Linked DNA regions of Rattus norvegicus: region 2 is linked to region 1. The links are chromatin contacts, called in public Hi-C maps. All regions are on one chromosome and are shown on one strand. The core of a region is the stretch at or near the end of the contact, and the rest is flanking DNA. Distances in the headings are between cores, read along the strand shown.

Evidence for each region. A called contact is a pair of places that touch in the nucleus more often than the background predicts.
Region 2: a contact with region 1 is called in a Hi-C map of liver, with 7 times the contacts expected there. The contact joins the promoter of Zfp518b here to the enhancer-like site in region 1. A contact is called at or near these places in 2 of 12 Hi-C or Micro-C datasets (kidney and liver).

What each region holds. Positions count from the first base shown.
Region 1 is chr14:76,255,665-76,260,143 of GRCr8, forward strand. Clnk (cytokine-dependent hematopoietic cell linker) reads left to right here. Exons shown (of 20, transcript XM_017599489.3): 9 at 4,090-4,115. Among named protein-coding and RNA genes, the nearest start is that of Zfp518b, 76 kb to the right of the region's middle. Within about 2 kb of position 2,312, at least 2 of the 93 cell types and tissues checked have an H3K27ac peak or open chromatin away from gene starts, as enhancers often do. A contact at or near this core is called in liver, where this site is marked.
Region 2 is chr14:76,330,955-76,335,433 of GRCr8, forward strand. Zfp518b (zinc finger protein 518B) reads left to right here and starts at 2,628. Exons shown (of 3, transcript XM_017599488.3): 1 at 2,628-2,766. LOC120096632 (a long non-coding RNA gene) reads right to left here. Exons shown (of 7, transcript XR_010057564.1): 2 at 3,372-3,606.

The DNA of each region.
Region 1 (4,479 bases), core at 1,062-3,561:
GAGTTGGAAGAGACGTCATTTCATAGCAGAAGCAATAACCTCGGTGGAACATAGAGTAGCACAGTCGCAGGAAGCAATGTGTTGCTGTTTGGAATCTGTGCTTTGAGTGCACAAGTCTCTGACCTATTTTTAACAATGACTATGTTTAACGCCAACTTACCGAACCCTTGCCCATTTAACATCCAGGTGTTACAGTGTGCTACAAGCCACTCCTCACATATGCACTCCTCAACAGACCTCTAAACCCTCCCCCCTCCAGGAAGCTCAGCTTCAACCTCACATTACGCTATGCCACTCGAGTCATCAGAGTTTGGCACTAAAAGGGTCAAGGTCCAGTTAGTTTCCACAGACATGCTCTCCCAATCACCTCCCCAGAAACAAGAGCCCTGGCTGGTGATGGGAGCACCCTGAAAATGGAAGGACCAGAGGGGCAAGAATGCCAATTATAGCACTGGCCACCAGATGGCACACATGCCAGTCACCTCCTCACACGTGGAGGGGCAATTCCTCAAGGCAGGCCCTGTGGGTCATCTGGCCTGAGTGATGAGAAACTCTTCCCAGCACTAAAGAACATCTGTGGACTTTGTCAGGAGAGTAGCCAAGAATCCCCCCCAGCCTTCCATTGCACAGTAGACACCAAGTGTGCGTCAAAAGTTACGCCTCGACGTTCTTAAAAAGTAGTAAATTTTTAATAATCAAACAACAAAATAATATATAAGACAAAACAAAAACGATCGTATTGAAGTTGGACTAAACAAATCAACAGAAGAAAACTAGCTTCAGTAGAAGACACAAAAAACAGAGACCCATTCATTCACACACTCAGAAGTTCCATGAAAATACTAAACTGAAAGCTAAAATATATACTCAAAGGACTCGGTACAGACCCATGTGGGTCCTGTGTTTGCTGCTTCAGTCTCTGTGAGTTCATATGAGCTTTGATGATTCGGAGGGCCTTGTTCTCCTGTTGTCCTCATCCCCTTTGATTCTTACACTTATAGATCAGCGTCTTATTCATCCAAGACCAGAGAGGCTTCCTCCTCCAGGAGATGGGAACAAATCCCGAGACCCACAGTCAGACATTACACATAGAAAGACATTGGAACACACAGCTCTAAATGGGTTGTCTCCAAATCCCTCCTTTCAGACCTCAGGGAGCCCCATGGAAGAGGAGGCAGAAAAGGTGTAATAATAAACTTTTAAGAACAGGAAGCATACCTTGACATGCTCTAATTCATTTATCTCACATAATAATTCCAAGGCAGTAAGAAATCTCCCCGTGTTTGTGGCTGAGGATGCCCACTGATTCCTCAGTCCAGGAGTTTGTTAGATTGCTACTGTCTGAACCTATAATGAATAGCAGAACCAGAAGTCAGGCCAGGCTGGAGGTGTGGTTAGGTGGGTAGACTGTTGGCTTAGCACGACCTAAGGTCCTGAGTTCGATCTGTGCACTGCTAAAAAAAAAATAATAATAATAATTTAAAAGGTCAATCTAAAAAAAAAAAAGAATCCACTCTGAATGTTATCTTTTTTTTTCATTATTGCAAATACCTGACCTGCTTTATTAAACAAGTCCCCTAGTGGAAAATAAAGAACCTTGCTGGATTTTAGCCCAAGTGCCTCAAAAGTTGACAGCCATGTGATGAGTTACTTCACCTGCGTGATTCAGTTTGCTTACCCTTAAGGTCACCCCGACCAGTGGCCTTGTGAAATGTTGACCTCTAAACCGGTAGTGTGGGGCAGGCCCTGCCATAGGTGTTTGCCAGCGTACATGTTTGCTGTGGCTGATAGGGTGTAGGGGTGTCCAGGCCTTTGGCTTTTCTATGCCACGCAGAGCAAAGAAATTTCGTTGTCTTGAACTGCACAGGAAATCCATGTCCACCCTGAGGTTCATGGCTGGTGAGTGCATACGTTACATGACACTGCGGCATAGCAAGCTACCCTGTACCACGAGCAGCCCAAGGCCAGGCGCTGGGCACCTGTGGTTTGTTGCTATTTTGATAGAATTATTGCTCTCAACACTGTTATTAATTACTAATACTAAAATTTTAAGAGAGGGACGAGAATACTAAACAATGCTAGAGAAAGCCCAACATTTTTTTGACCTAATATTCTTTTTTTTTTTATCTTTATTAACTTGAGTATTTCTTATTTACATTTCGGTTGTTAAAAGCCCAACATTTTAATAGAGACACAGAATATACACACGAGACATCAGGAAGGTCTCCCATGCTTACCACAAAGCCCTCAGCAGCTTCCTGGAGTGATGAATGATGCTTTAAGCACAAGCTTCCCATCTTGAGCAATAGTACAAGGCGTTGGGCAGTGCCTGCTGTTGGCAAGAATTCAAGTTGGCATAGCCATCTGGGAAAACAGTATAGTATTTCCTCTAGAACTTAAAGTTAGATCTTGTGGGGTTGGGGATTTAGGTCAGCGGTAGAGCGCTTGCCTAGCAAGTGCAAGGCCCTGGGTTCGGTCCCCAGCTCTGAAAAAAAGAAAAAAGAAAAAAAAATTAGATCTTGCAACCCAAGAATCCTCCTTGTAGTATCCATCAAAGGTATCGAAGTTAGGATCTTGGAAGAGCTGTCTCCACTCCATGTCCCTGAAGCATTAGCGACAAGACCAACCACGGAAGCAATCTGTCTCTCCTGCCTGGGTAAACGCAGTGCTGCACACGGTCACATAGATAAACCTGAAATTGCATAGCTCATGGGAGCAGAAAGTGCAAGGTGGTTTCCAAGAGCATGGATGAGGGATGGTGAGAGGGTGATGGTCGGGGGTCCTTAAGAGTCACACCACTCACAGTAATCTGCTTCTGTTTCTCTAGCTTGTGGGATGTTGAATTTCCCCACATCTTAAATGCTTTGTTTCTGCAGGGTGGGTGGAAAATGCAATAAGATCCCTACACTAAAGAATTCAGCATCATGCCTGGCAACTGAACAGATCCCAGTAAATATCACTAAGAATGCCATGGCTCAGGGGTTAAGAGCACTGGTTGCTCTTCCAGAGGTCCTGAGTTCAATTCCTAGCAACCACATGGTGGCTCACAACCATCTGTAGTGGAATTTGGCGCCCTCTTCTGGTGCGTCTCAAGATAGCTACAGTGAACTCATATACATAAAATAAATAATTCTTTAAAAAAAAAAAGAATGCCATGTAGGCATGGTTTTCATAGAAGAATTTGTAATCTTTGAAAGAAAAAGTATTGATTCACAATCCCCAAGACCAAGTTCCCAGCACCAAGGACATTTATTTGGACAGAGGCCAGGGAATAAGAGACAAAGACAGGGAAAAGAGAGGGTAAGAGAGAAATGGAAGGAAATGAGTCAGAGGGAGGAGAAGTATTTGTCACTGGGGAACAAAGGACTGCCTCTGAATAGAGAGGAAGTAGATGTGCCAGATAGGAAAATATCTTTTTATAAAAGGTAAAATGACAAACACCATTAGGATGATGGCTTAGTTAGGGTTTTACTGCTGTGAACAGACACCATGACCAAGGTGAGTCTTATAAAAGACAACATTTAATTGGGGCTGGCTAACAGGTTTTGAGGTTCAGTTCATTATCATCACGGCAGGAACATAGCAGCGTCCAGGCAGGCATGGTGCAGGAGAAGCTGAGAGTTCTACATCTTCATCTGAAGGCTGCTAGTGGAAGACTGGCTTCCAGGCAGCTAGGGTGAGGGTCTTAAAGCCCACACCCACCGTGACATGCTTATTCCAAGTCCACACCTCCACATAGTATGACTCCCTGGGCCAAGTATATTCAAACCATGACAGATGAGGTGTTTAATTTTAATTGGGCGTGTTAATTAGGTGACCCAAAGGGGGCCTTTGATTGCTGGACTTTAATCGTCTGATAGCTGGACCTTGGGAGTCAGCCTCAGGGGAAGTGGCCACAAAAGGGAATGCACGTGGCTTTAGGAATGTAATCTAACAGGCTTGTAGCAAGGCAGAGAGGGAATGCTGAGAAGAGCAGGGGCTGACAGGGTCGTTTGCCACACTCAAGCTGGCTAGAGTCCCTTCGAGAGGGTTTGATGACATTTTCCAGTTTTCCACGGGACTCACTGGCTTCTCTGTCTTACATTTTAGGATTCAAATACACAAAGGTGAACAAGGTAAGTGAAAAATATTCAAATATACTTGTTGCTCCCCAAAGGCACAGACATAGAGACGCAGCAAGACACAGCTTAAATGTCACTTGAATACTGTGTCCTGGGGAACTTCAATCATCATTTTTCATGTTCAGTGGTAAAAATCAAAACATTCTGGGGTTGGGGATTTGGCTCAGTGGTGGCCCAGTTTGGCCCTGGGCTCAGTCCTAGGTTCCAAAACAAAAGAAAAGGAAGAGGGGTAGGAGGAGGAGAAAGGTGAGGAGTAGAAAAAGGAAGAGAAGGAGGAAGAAGAGGAGGGGCAGGAGGAGGGGGAGGAGGAGGAGGAAGAGGAAGGCCCTACCCAGAAATAGTGAACTTAACTCCTAGT
Region 2 (4,479 bases), core at 1,378-3,877, 76 kb after region 1:
AACTTGACAGGAGCTAGAGTTCCACCCCTGGACTGGTGGTCCTGGGTTCGATAAGAAAGCAAGCTGAGCAGAAACAAGCCAGTAAGCAGCACCCCTCCACGGCCTCTGCATTGGATCCTGCCTCCAGGTTCCTGCCCTGTTTGAGTTCCTGTCCTGACTTCCTTCAGTGATGAACAGTGTGGAAGTGTAAGCCAAATAAGTCCTTTCCTCCCAAGTTACTTTGGTCTTGGTGTTTTATCACAGCAACAGTTACCTAGGGGGCTTCCAATAAATGAAAAAGATAAATTCTAGTGCCATGAAGTATACTTGCAGGACAGTCCACAAAAGATTCATAACACCCCAGCCATTGTACTAGGAGTTTGGTATAGGAAAGTTGAGCAAAATAAATGTGATTTTGGCCTTAGATCTCCTACTATCCAAGAATATCTAGCACTGTGCATATACTGTTCAGAGAAAACAGGGAAGCACCGAAGGACCTGTTCACCAACACATACATTCTGCAGTCACAGGGTAGAAGAATTAGACTACAGCCAAGAAAGAAGGGAGCCCACAAAACCTCCAGGTTACGTATCTGTGAACACTCAGCTTCCTTGAGTTTTGCACCGGTTTGTGCAATGTCTCACAGTAATCACGGAGAGACACTGTGGGAATGCTCAACATATACTTCACCCCTTACAGACTGCGTGGTCACGTGACTGGCAGTGGCCAATTGAAGGTGAGAAGGCATTTGTACTTTGTGATTTGAAAGGTTTTGAGTCGATACTCAGTTAAGGCAACAGCTGGCCACACATCAACCACTGGCTGCTTCGTCAGCCCTGTCGCTGGATGAAAGGTGAACAAGCAGCATCTTTAGCCAATCCACGGTGGTCAGGGAGCATAGACAGAAAAATAAACCTTTGTCTTTTTAAACAACCAAGATCTGGGCAGTGTTGGTTCCTACAGTCAGGCAGTATTGGGACCATAGTCAGCTCTCAATACCAGCTCCCTTATTTTCTACAAATGTTTCCCCCATCTCACCCTCACCACAACCTGAGGGAGAAAAATGTTTTGCCCTCAATTTCCCTCAGACAAGAAACTCTCAGATGACAGAACCAGCTTGGAGGTCAGGTTCTGACTTGGAACCAAACATGAGCGTGCTTTGGTGCCTCAGACCACATTTTTTTTTTTCCAATTTATAAAGGGCAACTCAAGTTTTAGGATCCTAAGAAGTCCCAGGCTTTCCTACCCAGGCATTGGGCCTCTAAGATTAAACAAGACCAGTGGTGGTTTATTTTGTAGAAGAGAAAAAAAGAACAGGAAAGTGAGCAGTTACACTCATGAATAACATCGAACACAGGATGGGAAGGTGGGGGCAGGGCAGGATGATGGTTTAGCAAAGCCTCTGAGAAGGTGATGTTAGGGTTGGAAGGGCAAAAGTAAAGCATGTCAGAAGCCTGTGGGGCCGGGTAACAGGAGTCTAAGTCTGGTGCGCAGTAGTGCAGAGAGGAGTCAGCAAGAAAGCAAACTTATAGGATAAGGAGGGCAGAGTAGGAACTGACTTAAAAGGCTCGGTGGGCCCAGCCCTAAAACTGCAGGGTCCTGGACCAACAGGTAGGCAGAAGACTGATTTAGCCTGTTAGCTCTGTAGAAGGACCACTCTGGATGCAGGATTGATGACCAGTGAGAGGAAGCCTGGGGATAAGCCTAGATCTTCCTGTATCCCTGGCCCTGAGCGCCACCCCCCCTCCCTACAAATCCCTATACTCCGCCCAGCTCCTGCATCTCTAAAGCCCTAGCCACAAGTGCCTGTGCTGTCTAAAGCCCATGCTGTGCACAGATTTCACTGAGTTTCTATAAACACCATGACCATCATTATCCTTGCGTGCACTCTCCTTGCCTTCTGGACCTACACCCTATCCAAGGAGGGCCCCTATCATGCACCATGTTTCACATATCCTTGTTCTAAAGAATGCAGATGGCTCTGGGAAGCCCGGAAACCCACTATGTCAATCACCAAGAGAGATTCTAGGGCTTCCCCGAATAAAAACAGATCTTATCTTCGAGGAACTGACAGCCCAGAGGCAGCAGCTCCAGTCTAACAGAAACTGGCACTGAGAGCTCATCGCATGCTCTTTGGATAGCATGCCAACCTAGATCTGAGGAGTGCCACGGGAGCTCTTCCAAGCAGAGTCCTGGGTTATCCCCAAACAAAGCATGTTCAGCTTCCAGGACCTTAGAAAAACTAAAGCCACGAGTCTGGTCTCCGGCTCGGACTTAGCAGAAGAGACAGAGGGGTCTCAGGCTCGGATCCTCGCAGCAGTGGGCAGTAGGGCTGGTTAAGTAGCTGATGGAACTCTACAGCTAGGAGCCTGGAGCACAGGCTCTGCAACGACGCCCCAGGCTGCCGGCAGTACTGCACGAGCCACACCACAACGTCTATCGGTCGCGCATGCCTGTTGCGGCTGTCACTGTACGCTCCAGCAGCTCCAGGAGTTGAACCTTTGGATGCACTCGGAGAGCCTGGAACCCCACGTCCTAGCGGAAGAGGGCAGCCGGAAGGTGGTCCACACACCCGACGCCTGAACATCCCCAAGGGAAAATCTGCTCCTAGGAACAATGAATGTCTCAAAGACCCGAGCTAACTTGCCCAGGGTCACATATCTGGGGACAGAGTCTACAGCTCCTATTCCCCACAACTTACAGAAAAGTCGCTACCATTGAGCAGTAGGTCTGTGGTGTGGCAACTTAAGGACCTGGGCGGAAAGGGCCTTTGTATCTCTTTCAAGGGTGAGTAAAACTACGACCACCGAAAGAAGCTACTAGAAATATGTCGATTTTTTTTTTAAAGGTGGAGCAGGCTGTTCCCGTGGGTCTTTGATGTACGCAGTTTTAAAGCATCTGAGATTTATGGTGTCCACATGGAAACGTTAGTGTGAATACACTGGCCTGTGTGCAACAGACTGGCTCTTTTCTAAGGGACATTGGGGTGTTAATCATGTGGGTCATGTGGGTGTTAATCAGGGGTGTCAGAGGCCACTAGAGAAAATTAAACTGGCTGGTGTGGTGTGTAGTAAAGAAATACAGAGATAGGGCAAAGCAGACAGGATGCAGAGGCTCATGGATGCCCTCTTAGACCATGTGTTCTTGGCACAGTTCAAAGAACTCCGGAAGGCATGCCTTTCAAGAACCTGCAAGGGTTAAATCCATACTGTTCTTCCTTCTCTTCCCGACACCCACATTCCCTGTCCCCCATTTCAGAGCCTTTATGCAGGTTCCTCCCATTGCTGCTGAAGTTTCATCTGCAGATCACCAGAAACACAACTCGGACACCCGTCCTCCTGCTTCCCACTCTTTCTGACTATCCAGTATCTTTGGCCCTTGGCATACATTACCTTACAGGTTTGTGCAGCCACAACCCTGCCCAAAGGGAATGTCAGGCAACCTCCTCTGGCTGCAGTTCTCAGCTCTTAGCATCCGAAGACAGGCTCATTCACGGCTTCCCCTACAGCTGAGGCAGTTACAACAGGAAGGCTGCTAGTTTCTGAACGCTGAGTGACAGAAAGCTGATTAGCCTTTCTGGAGGTTAGAAGTAGGAGGTGTGGAGGCATTTTCCTCTAATCCCAACATCTGAAAGGCAGAGGCACATAGGGTTCCTCTGAGTCAGAGGCCAGCCCAGTCTACACATTGAATTCCAGGCTAGCTAGGGCTATATAGAGTCCTTGTCTCAGACAAAATAAGTCTGATGGAGTCAGGCTATCAGCAGGACCATGCTCCCTCCAAAACTTTAAAGAGAAGTGGGTTCTTTTTGGCTTTTGCAGCTTCTGATCACTATTGCTGGTTCAATTGACTGACTATGTAACCTGTCTCTGCCTGTTTTCAATGCTGTCTTCTGTGTACTGATACACAGACCTTTTCCAGATACCTTGTTCCTTTTGACCTCTTCTTCCAAGGACACTGCTGTATTGGTCAAAGGCCCACCCTAATAACCTCATTTTAATGTGGTTATGTGCATAAAGACCATTTCCCAGTAAGGTCACATTCACAGGAACCGTGACAGAGGGCTTCGGCATCTTTCTGTAGAACATAATTCAGTCCACATCAGAAGAGATCTTGGACAAGAAAGACCTTGGGCAAAGTATTCTAGAGGGTGGGGAAGAGGCTGTGAATGGCGGCATCGTAAGTGTACAGATTAGAATTTCTGATTAATTCTTTCTTTTTCCCCATCAAAAGACTCCACGGGAGCAACACTTCAACCTTCATGGTTTCATGAATCCTAGTCTATATCCCTGCCCGACCCTTTCCCAAGCTGCAAATATCCCCTCTCCCTTCTTTGCAAACCACTTTCCTGGGGATTCTGAGAATTGTGAGTTATTAGTCTCTTCTCAAGAGTCAGGGACTGTGACAGTCTAGACCAGTGGTTCTCAACCTTCCTAATGATCTGACCCGGTTTCTTATGTTGTGGTGATCCCAACCGTAAAAATTATTTTATTTCTATTTCAT